Regions from separate parts of the Ovis aries genome. Here region 2 is linked to region 1. Evidence: chromatin contacts called from public Hi-C data. All regions are on one chromosome and are shown on one strand. Each heading gives the region's core, a stretch centred on a gene start, on an enhancer-like site or on the middle of the called end of the contact. The rest is flanking DNA. Distances are from core to core; before and after follow the strand shown.

Region 1 (3,816 bases), core at 458-2,957:
CACGGCAGCAGCCTCTGCTTCCTCAGCGTGAGACGGGAGACAGAAGCTCTGCGCTTCCCTACAAAAGACCAGCTGTCCCGCCTGTCATCAGCTTAGCTGGCTAGGCAGCCATGCCCTGTGGTGAGGATGGCCTGGAGGGCGAGATGCTGATGCGCAGGGTGGGCTCAGACCACCCTCCCCCAAGACTGGGACCCGCTGCAGACTTGCAGTTCCCGCGGGCTCTGGACGCTGTCGCTCAGTCGCGTCCGCCTCTGGGCCACCCCCATGGACTGCTGCGTGGCTTCCCTGCCCTTCACTGTCTCCTGGAGTCTGCTCAGCCCTCCTGTACCAGACTGTGGGAGCCTGTTCTACTTTCTCCATTCAGTGGCACTTGGGATTTAGGTTTAGAGCAGTGTGAGGCTGGGGTTCAATTCATCCTTCCCCTCCTCTCGATGCGGATTCCATCGCCGTTGAACGGTCTGTCTTTCCCGCAATGGTCCGGGACCCCCAAATTCCCACAGAGTTGGGGTTGTGTCTGTACTCTGGGTTTTAGTCCGTTTGTCCCTGTAAAACACCATGCGGCTTAATGGATGTAGCCAGGTATAATATTTTCATATACAGAAGGGCAGTTCCCTCTTCTTGAGCTTTCTTTCTTTCAGGATTTTCTCTTTGTTAGAATTTTCTTGCCTGCTCTTGTGCAGTGTGTTATTCAGATGACTTTAGGATCAGCTTATTGAGTCATGTGAAAATCCTGTTGACATTACGGCTGGGATTAAATAGAATGTACACACTGGCTCATGAAGAGTTTAAGTATTTACAACACTGCTTTCAAGTGGGAACGGGGCATTTTCGGATTTAGTTAGAGCTCCCACAGTCTTATAGTCAAGGTTTAAGTTTTTTAAGAAACGAGGTCTTGGAAGTTCCCTGCTGGCTTAGTGGTTAAGGCTCTGGACTTTCGCTGTGGCAGGCTGGGTTCGATCCCTGCTTGAGAAACAGATCAGGTCACGCGGCCTTGTGCGTTTCTTTTCAGGCCCATTTCCGGGGACCCAACGGCCTCTGGAGACGACGTAACAGCAACAGAAACGTTCCCGCCGTGGGTGAGCACGGGCGGCACGAGCGACTGTTACGAGGTGGGGCCTGCCGGCAGAGCGCGCGGGGGCACCGACAGGCGGAGGCCGGGCCTGAAGGCACTGGGGGGCCGGGGCACCCACGGGCGGAGGCCCGGCCTGAAGGCACCGAGCCGGGCGGGCGGCCGGGCCGGGTCTCCACCCTCGGCCTGAGCCGACCAGTCCCGAGCGCTCCTTTCCAGGCCCCGCACCTCGAGCCACGCCCGCGGCCCGGGATTCGCCCGCCAGCCCATCAGGCCCCGCCCACCGCGGCCGGCGCGGGCCCAGGCCCCGCCCACGAGCAGAGGTCCCGCCCCGCCCCTTCCCGCCCCGCCCCCCTCCAGCCCTGCGCCCGCCGTTGCGGCCTGTGGGTGCGAGTCCCGGGCCCGGTGGGTGCGAGTCCCGGGCCCGGTGGCTGCGTTCCCGGCGCGGGGCTGCAGGTTCGAGTCCTCGGCCCAGGAGCCCGCGGCCGTCCCGCCCGGCACGGCCGCGGCGGGCGGCGCCGTTCCGGTGCGCGCGCGGCGAATCTGCCGCTACGAATCGGCGGGCGCGGCGGCGGCGGCGGCGGCGGCCTCGCGAGAGTCTGAGCGGCGCGGCGGCGGCGGCGGCGGCGGGCGGCCTGGGGCGCGGGCCGGGCCCGCGGAGCCGCCGGCATGACGGGCCGCGTGTGCCGCGGGTGCGGCGGCACCGACATCGAGCTGGACGCGGCGCGCGGCGACGCCGTGTGCACCGGCTGCGGCTCGGTGCTCGAGGACAACATCATCGTGTCCGAGGTGCAGTTCGTGGAGAGCAGCGGCGGCGGCTCGTCGGCCGTGGGCCAGTTCGTGTCCCTGGACGGTGCGTCCCGGTGGGGGTCCCGGCGGCCGGGGCCGGGGGCGGGCGGGAGCGCTCGATAACAGCGCGGCGCGGGCTCCAGGCGTGGTCCGCCCGCAGTCGCCTGGCCCCTCGGGGCCGGCTGTCGGGGGTCGAGGACGTCAGCCTCCCGCAGCCCGCGGTGGGCGGCTCGGCCCCGCGGCTCCGGGGCCGGGATCCCCGCGCCTCGGGACTCAGTCGCCGCGCCCTGAGGACGGAGCTCCCCGGCGCCCGCGGCTGGCTCTCCGGGGCCCGGAGCCACCCTTGGGGACCCGCTTCCGTCCCTCAGCCCGGGACCCTGGAGACTCGCCCGGGGCGCTGCGCGCAGCGGGGCCCTTCCACGGCGAGTCCGAGGCGATCCGAAGGGAGCTGCGGGAGCGTGGCGGGTGGCTCCTGCCACGGACGCCGGTCACCCAGGACCGGATGGCAGCTGTGCGTTTAACGGGGTAACAAGCCCCCAAACTGACTTTCCAATGTGGCAACTCCGGTGTGCATTCTCGTAAGCTCCTTAGCCGGGGCTTGGGGTTGTCTGTACCTTTATATGCGTTTTCCGTGCGTCCCTAGCGTGTTGTGGCGCCTCCTCTCCACGCTAGTGCTCTCCCCTCGGGCACAGTGCTGTGAAACAGCTGTAAACCTCCCTTGCTGAAAGGTCTGTTCCGGTACTTTTGTGGGTAGTTTTATGCAGGCTGTTTTCTTACTGTTTTTATACAGGTTGAGTTTTGAGCACTCTTTAAATATTGTAGTTCCAAGTCATTCGCTAGACAGGTTATTTGCAGAAGTTTGAAATTTTGATTAAAAGCTTAAATTAGATGCGGTCCCCTTTTTGATTTTTTTCTTTTATTGTTTAGCTGCGAAGCCGTGTTCTACTCTTTGGGACCCCATGGACTGCAGCATTCCAGGCTTCCCTGTCCCTCACTATCTCCCGGAATTTGCTCAAACTCATGTCCATTGAGTCGGTGATGCCATCCAACCACCTCATCCTCTGTTGTCCCCTTCTCCAGATTGTACCTTTTCTGTCATTCTCAGAAATTTCCTGAGCCCGAGACACACTGTTCTTCTAAGTTTCACTTTCTAGTGCTTTATATTTAGCCTTATGGCCATCTTGAATTTAAGCTTCATGCAAGGTGTGGGGTGTAGGCTGAGGCTTGTTTTTTGCAGTGGCTGTCTGCTTGTTTTTCTTTTTGGCCACACGCCACCTGGCCAGGCGTTGGACCTGGGCCTTGGCAGTGAAAGCCCAGAATCCTAACCACTAGGCCACCAGGGAACTCCGTCGGCACCATTCCTTGAAAGACTGTCCTTTCTCGAATTGCCTTTGCTCCCTTGGAGGGCGTCACTGGGCTGTGTGTGTGTGGGTCTGTTTCTGGGCTCTCTGTCCCATCCCATTGTTGAGTTGGTCTGTCTACCACGTTCCCTCCTGCACGTTTATAGTAAGTCTTGAAATCAGACGTCGCGATTCCTCCAGCTTTGGCTTCCTTTTCAGGATTGCTTTACTTACAGTAAGTAGCTCCTGTCCCTTTTCATTCATTCGATTTTAGAATAAGTTTGTGTTTATTAAAAAAAAATCCTCCTGGGATTTTGATTGGAATTGTATTAAATCTCTCGATAAATTTGGAGAGCTTTGACATTTTGGGGCTTCCCTGGTGGCTCAGCTGGTGACGAATCTGCCTGCAATGCGGGATTCAGTCCCTGGGTTGGGAAGATCCCCTGGAGAAGGGAAAGGCTACCCGCTCCAGTGTTCTGGCCTGGAGAACTCCACGGACTGTTAGTCCATGGGGTCGCAGACAGCGGGACGCTGAGTGACGTTTCCTCTCACGTCTTCACTATGCTGTGCCTTCCGACCCCTGAGCGCAGATGGGTCTCCCCATTCACGTGGTTCTCT
Region 2 (3,543 bases), core at 323-2,822, 48 kb before region 1:
CGGTCCAGGGCGCCGTGCCCACCCAGCACCCCGGGCCCAGGCGGCCACGCCCGCTCCCGGGACCCCGGCGCTTGTGCACACTGGCGCGCTCGTGTGCACAGAGCAGCTGCGCACGTTTCCTCAAGGGTCACAACTAATAGCCTACTGTAAAAGCTGGGGGCCATAGGCTGTGCTCTGCTGGGGCGGAGGTGGAGGTGAGACGCCTGTGTCCACGCCCAAGGAGCACAGGCTTGGAAACAGCGAACCGCACGCTTTGGAAATTACACTCAACAGACCTGATTCCTGGGGCATTCCCCGGCGGTCGGGACTCGCTCTCACTGCTGAGGGCCTATGTTCAGTCCCTGGTTGGGGAGCTGAGATCCCAGAAGCCACTTGATGTGGCCAAATAAATAAAAAAAATAATAATGATAGAACCTGATTTTCCTCACCACCACCACCACAAAGAAAAGTCAACACAAAGCCCAGAAGCCGCCATGGGGCTGGGGCAGGGAGGCGGCCTGGGGGCGGAGGAGGCTGGCAGGGGTCTTGCAGACAGTCTGGGGGACGGGTGGTGGGGGGGCTGGCAGGGCTCTCGGAGGTGGTCTAGGGGGTGGTCTGGGGGGGCGGTCTGGGGGGCGGCCTGGCAGGGGAGGCTGGCAGGGGTCTGGCAGGGGAGGCTGGCAGGGGTCTCGCAGGCAGTCTGAGGGGCGGGCGGTGGGGGGGCTGGCAGGGCTCTCACAGGTGGTCTGGAGGGCAGTCTTGAGGGGGAGGCTGGCAGGGGTCTTGCAGACGGTCGGGGGCGTGGGGGTGGGGCTGGCAGGGCTCTCGCAGACTGGCCGCAGCACAGCCCTTTCTTACTCGCTCACAGCGACAGGGGCTTCTGGGGTTTGGAGGCACTGACGCTAATACGGCAGGCGTGCTCAGCCAGAACGGAAAGGGCTGAATCGAAACACCTCGGGTCTTAATCACGCACAGAGAAGGGGGGGGAGCAGCAGCCTGGGGGATTCTGGCCTGCCCAGCACCCGCCCCCCGGGAGACCGCTGCTTCACACAGGGTCGGGGGTCCTGGTCTAAAGCCCACCAGCAGCGCAGCCCGGAACACCCGAGGGGCCTGGACCGACAGGCGGGAGGCCCGTGGCCCCGCCCCTTCTCCGGCTCTTCCGTCTGAAACGCGGAGTTGCTTTCTGCCCCTCCCCAACCCGCATCTCTTCTAAACACGCATGAGATGACCGAACCTGAGCACCCTCTCTTCACCGTGGGAATGCGAGGAAAGACTCGCTCTAACACCCCGAGCGCATTTCTAACCCCGGAGAGCCCGCCCCGGGGGAGAGCGCGCCCCGGGGGAGAGCCGCCCCGGGGGAGAGCCGCCCCGGGGGAGAGCCGCCCCGGGGGAGAGCCGCCCCGGGGGAGAGCCCGCCCCGGGGGAGAGCCGCCCCGGGGGAGAGCCGCCCCGGGGGAGAGCCGCCCCGGGGGAGAGCCGCCCCGGGGAGAGCTGCCGGCGGCGCCGGCGCGGGGCGGGGCGGGGCCCACCTGCAGAGAGAAGGTCAGCGCCAGGTCCGTCTCCACTTGGCCGCTAGGGGGCAGCACGATCTCGTGGGACCGCAGGATCCGCTTGGAGCCCTGGCAGAGAGCAAGGCAGCGGGACTCAGGAGAGGGCACGTCGCAGCGGAAGGGCAACGGCCGGCCGGCGAGTCAGTTCATTTCAAAGTGTCAGCGGAAGAGCTGCCGCCGGGGAGGGGGCGGGAGGCCTGCGCATGTGACTCCCAAAGGCACTACCGGGGGTTCATCCGGAGCCTTAAAACAGCCCGTATCCTCTGACCTGCTGCGAACTGTGGTGCTGGAGAAGACTCCGGAGAGTCCCTTGGGCGTCAGGGAGATCAAACCAGTCAATCTTAGAGGAAATCAACCCTGAACATTCACTGGAAGGAGTGATGCTGAAGATGAAGCTCCAACACTCTGGCCACCTGATGCGAAGAACTGACTCATCAGAAAAGACCCTGATGCTGGGAAAGGCTGAAGGCGGGAGGAGAAGCGGACGCCAGAGGATGAGATGGCTGGATGGCATCACTGACTCGATGGATGTGAGTTTGAGCAAGCTCTGGGAGAGAGTGAGGGACAGGGAAGCCTGGCGTGCTGCAGTCCATCAGGTCACAAAGACTTGGACACGACTGAGCAACTGGACAGCCTCCTCTAGAGGTTTGTCCCAGCGCTTGAGGAGACGAGACTGAGATGGGTCACCGCCAAGTTCCCTGCACTCCCGGGATGAAGTGAAGGTGGATGAGCAGATGGGCGAGAGGCCACGTGTCCCTGGGAAGGCAGGACCCTGATGGTGTCCTCCCCCCACCCCCGCAGCAGAATGGGTGAGGCGGTCAGTGACTGAGGCCCAGCAGCCTGGCCGCAAGACGGGGAGGGCAGCACCAGCTCGAACCAGACCCGGGGAACAGAGAGACGGAGGTAAAGAGACCCAGGGATAGCACACCAAGGGGCCTGCGGGCCGGCAGGAAAAGTGAGTGGGAGCCACTCAGTCGCGCCCTGCTCTGGGCGAGCCCACGGACTCCACAGTCCACGGCATTCTCCAGGCCAGAACACTGCCGTGGGTAGCCTTTCCTTTCTCCAGGGGATCTTCCCGACCCAGGGATCGAACCCAGGTCTCCTGCATTGCAGGAGGATTTCTTTGCCGGCTGAGCCACCAGGGAGGCCCGACAGGAAAAGCTAAGCACTAAATGGCCGTGATACATGCACAGATGATCCGCAGAAAACACCCCGTCCCGACCCCTTGGCCCAGAAAAGGTTCCAAATGGATTGAAGATGTTAACCATAGCATCATCTTAAAAAACAGCCGTCCCAACGCAGACAGCCTTAGGAACTTGCTCCAGAGTGCAGGAAGTGGACACAGGGGGACCAGCTCAGCGCCGCATCCGGGCAGTACCTCGAGGAGACAGGCTCACAGGGCGGGCAGGCAAGCAGAGGCCACCCCCCTGGCTGACGGCAGCTCCCCAGCGTGCGACCAGGACGAGGGGCGCAGAGACGGGTGAGGGTGGGAGCAGGTGCCGGCCCCAGAGAAGACGCTGACGGAGCTGCAGGGGGAGGGCACCGCGCTGGGCCCGCAGGGAGGACAGCGCCCTCTGGACGCACGCGGGGTCTGGAGCCCCCACACACCCAGAGGGCGGACACCCCGTGGCCTGGTGCTCTCCACCCCCGGCCTCACCCCTGTGCCCATCACAGCCATGCCCCCAAGCTCCCTGCACCCCTGAGCCCGTCTGGGTCCGGCCCTCAACTGACAGGCCTGTGCCAGGTGAAGGGGAGTCCCAGCAAGGACGCGGGCAGGGGCAGCAGCAACCACAGCGGTCAGCCGGGGGCGGGCAGCTCATCTGCTCTGAGGGCCTGGGGGCGGCGGAGGAGCTGGGAGCGGGCTGAAAGGCAGGCGACCCAGCGGGACGGGAGGCCCAAGGACAAGCTGGGGAGGAGGCCACGTGGGGGGCAGGCTGGCAACGCAGCGCCGAGGTGAGCTGGCAGGACGGGCAGGGAGGCTGCAAAGGGGCCTGGGCCCGTCAGGGGCCGAGTG

The links. Hi-C and Micro-C count contacts between places; a contact is called where the count stands out from the background.
Region 2: a Hi-C map of hypothalamus shows a contact between it and region 1, with 7 times the contacts expected there. The contact joins the enhancer-like site here to the promoter of BRF1 in region 1. A contact is called at or near these places in 5 of 16 Hi-C or Micro-C datasets (hypothalamus, liver, muscle and 2 more).

The regions. Positions count from the first base shown.
Region 1 is chr18:67,347,596-67,351,411 of ARS-UI_Ramb_v3.0, reverse strand. It overlaps BRF1 (BRF1 RNA polymerase III transcription initiation factor subunit), which reads left to right and starts at 1,707. Exons shown (of 15, transcript XM_027957480.2): 1 at 1,707-1,922. The coding sequence starts at 1,739.
Region 2 is chr18:67,395,615-67,399,157 of ARS-UI_Ramb_v3.0, reverse strand. It overlaps PACS2 (phosphofurin acidic cluster sorting protein 2), which reads right to left. Exons shown (of 24, transcript XM_027957488.3): 3 at 1,509-1,598. Among named protein-coding and RNA genes, the nearest start is that of TEX22, 27 kb to the left of the region's middle. Within about 2 kb of position 1,572, at least 1 of the 54 cell types and tissues checked has an H3K27ac peak or open chromatin away from gene starts, as enhancers often do. A contact at or near this core is called in hypothalamus, where this site is marked.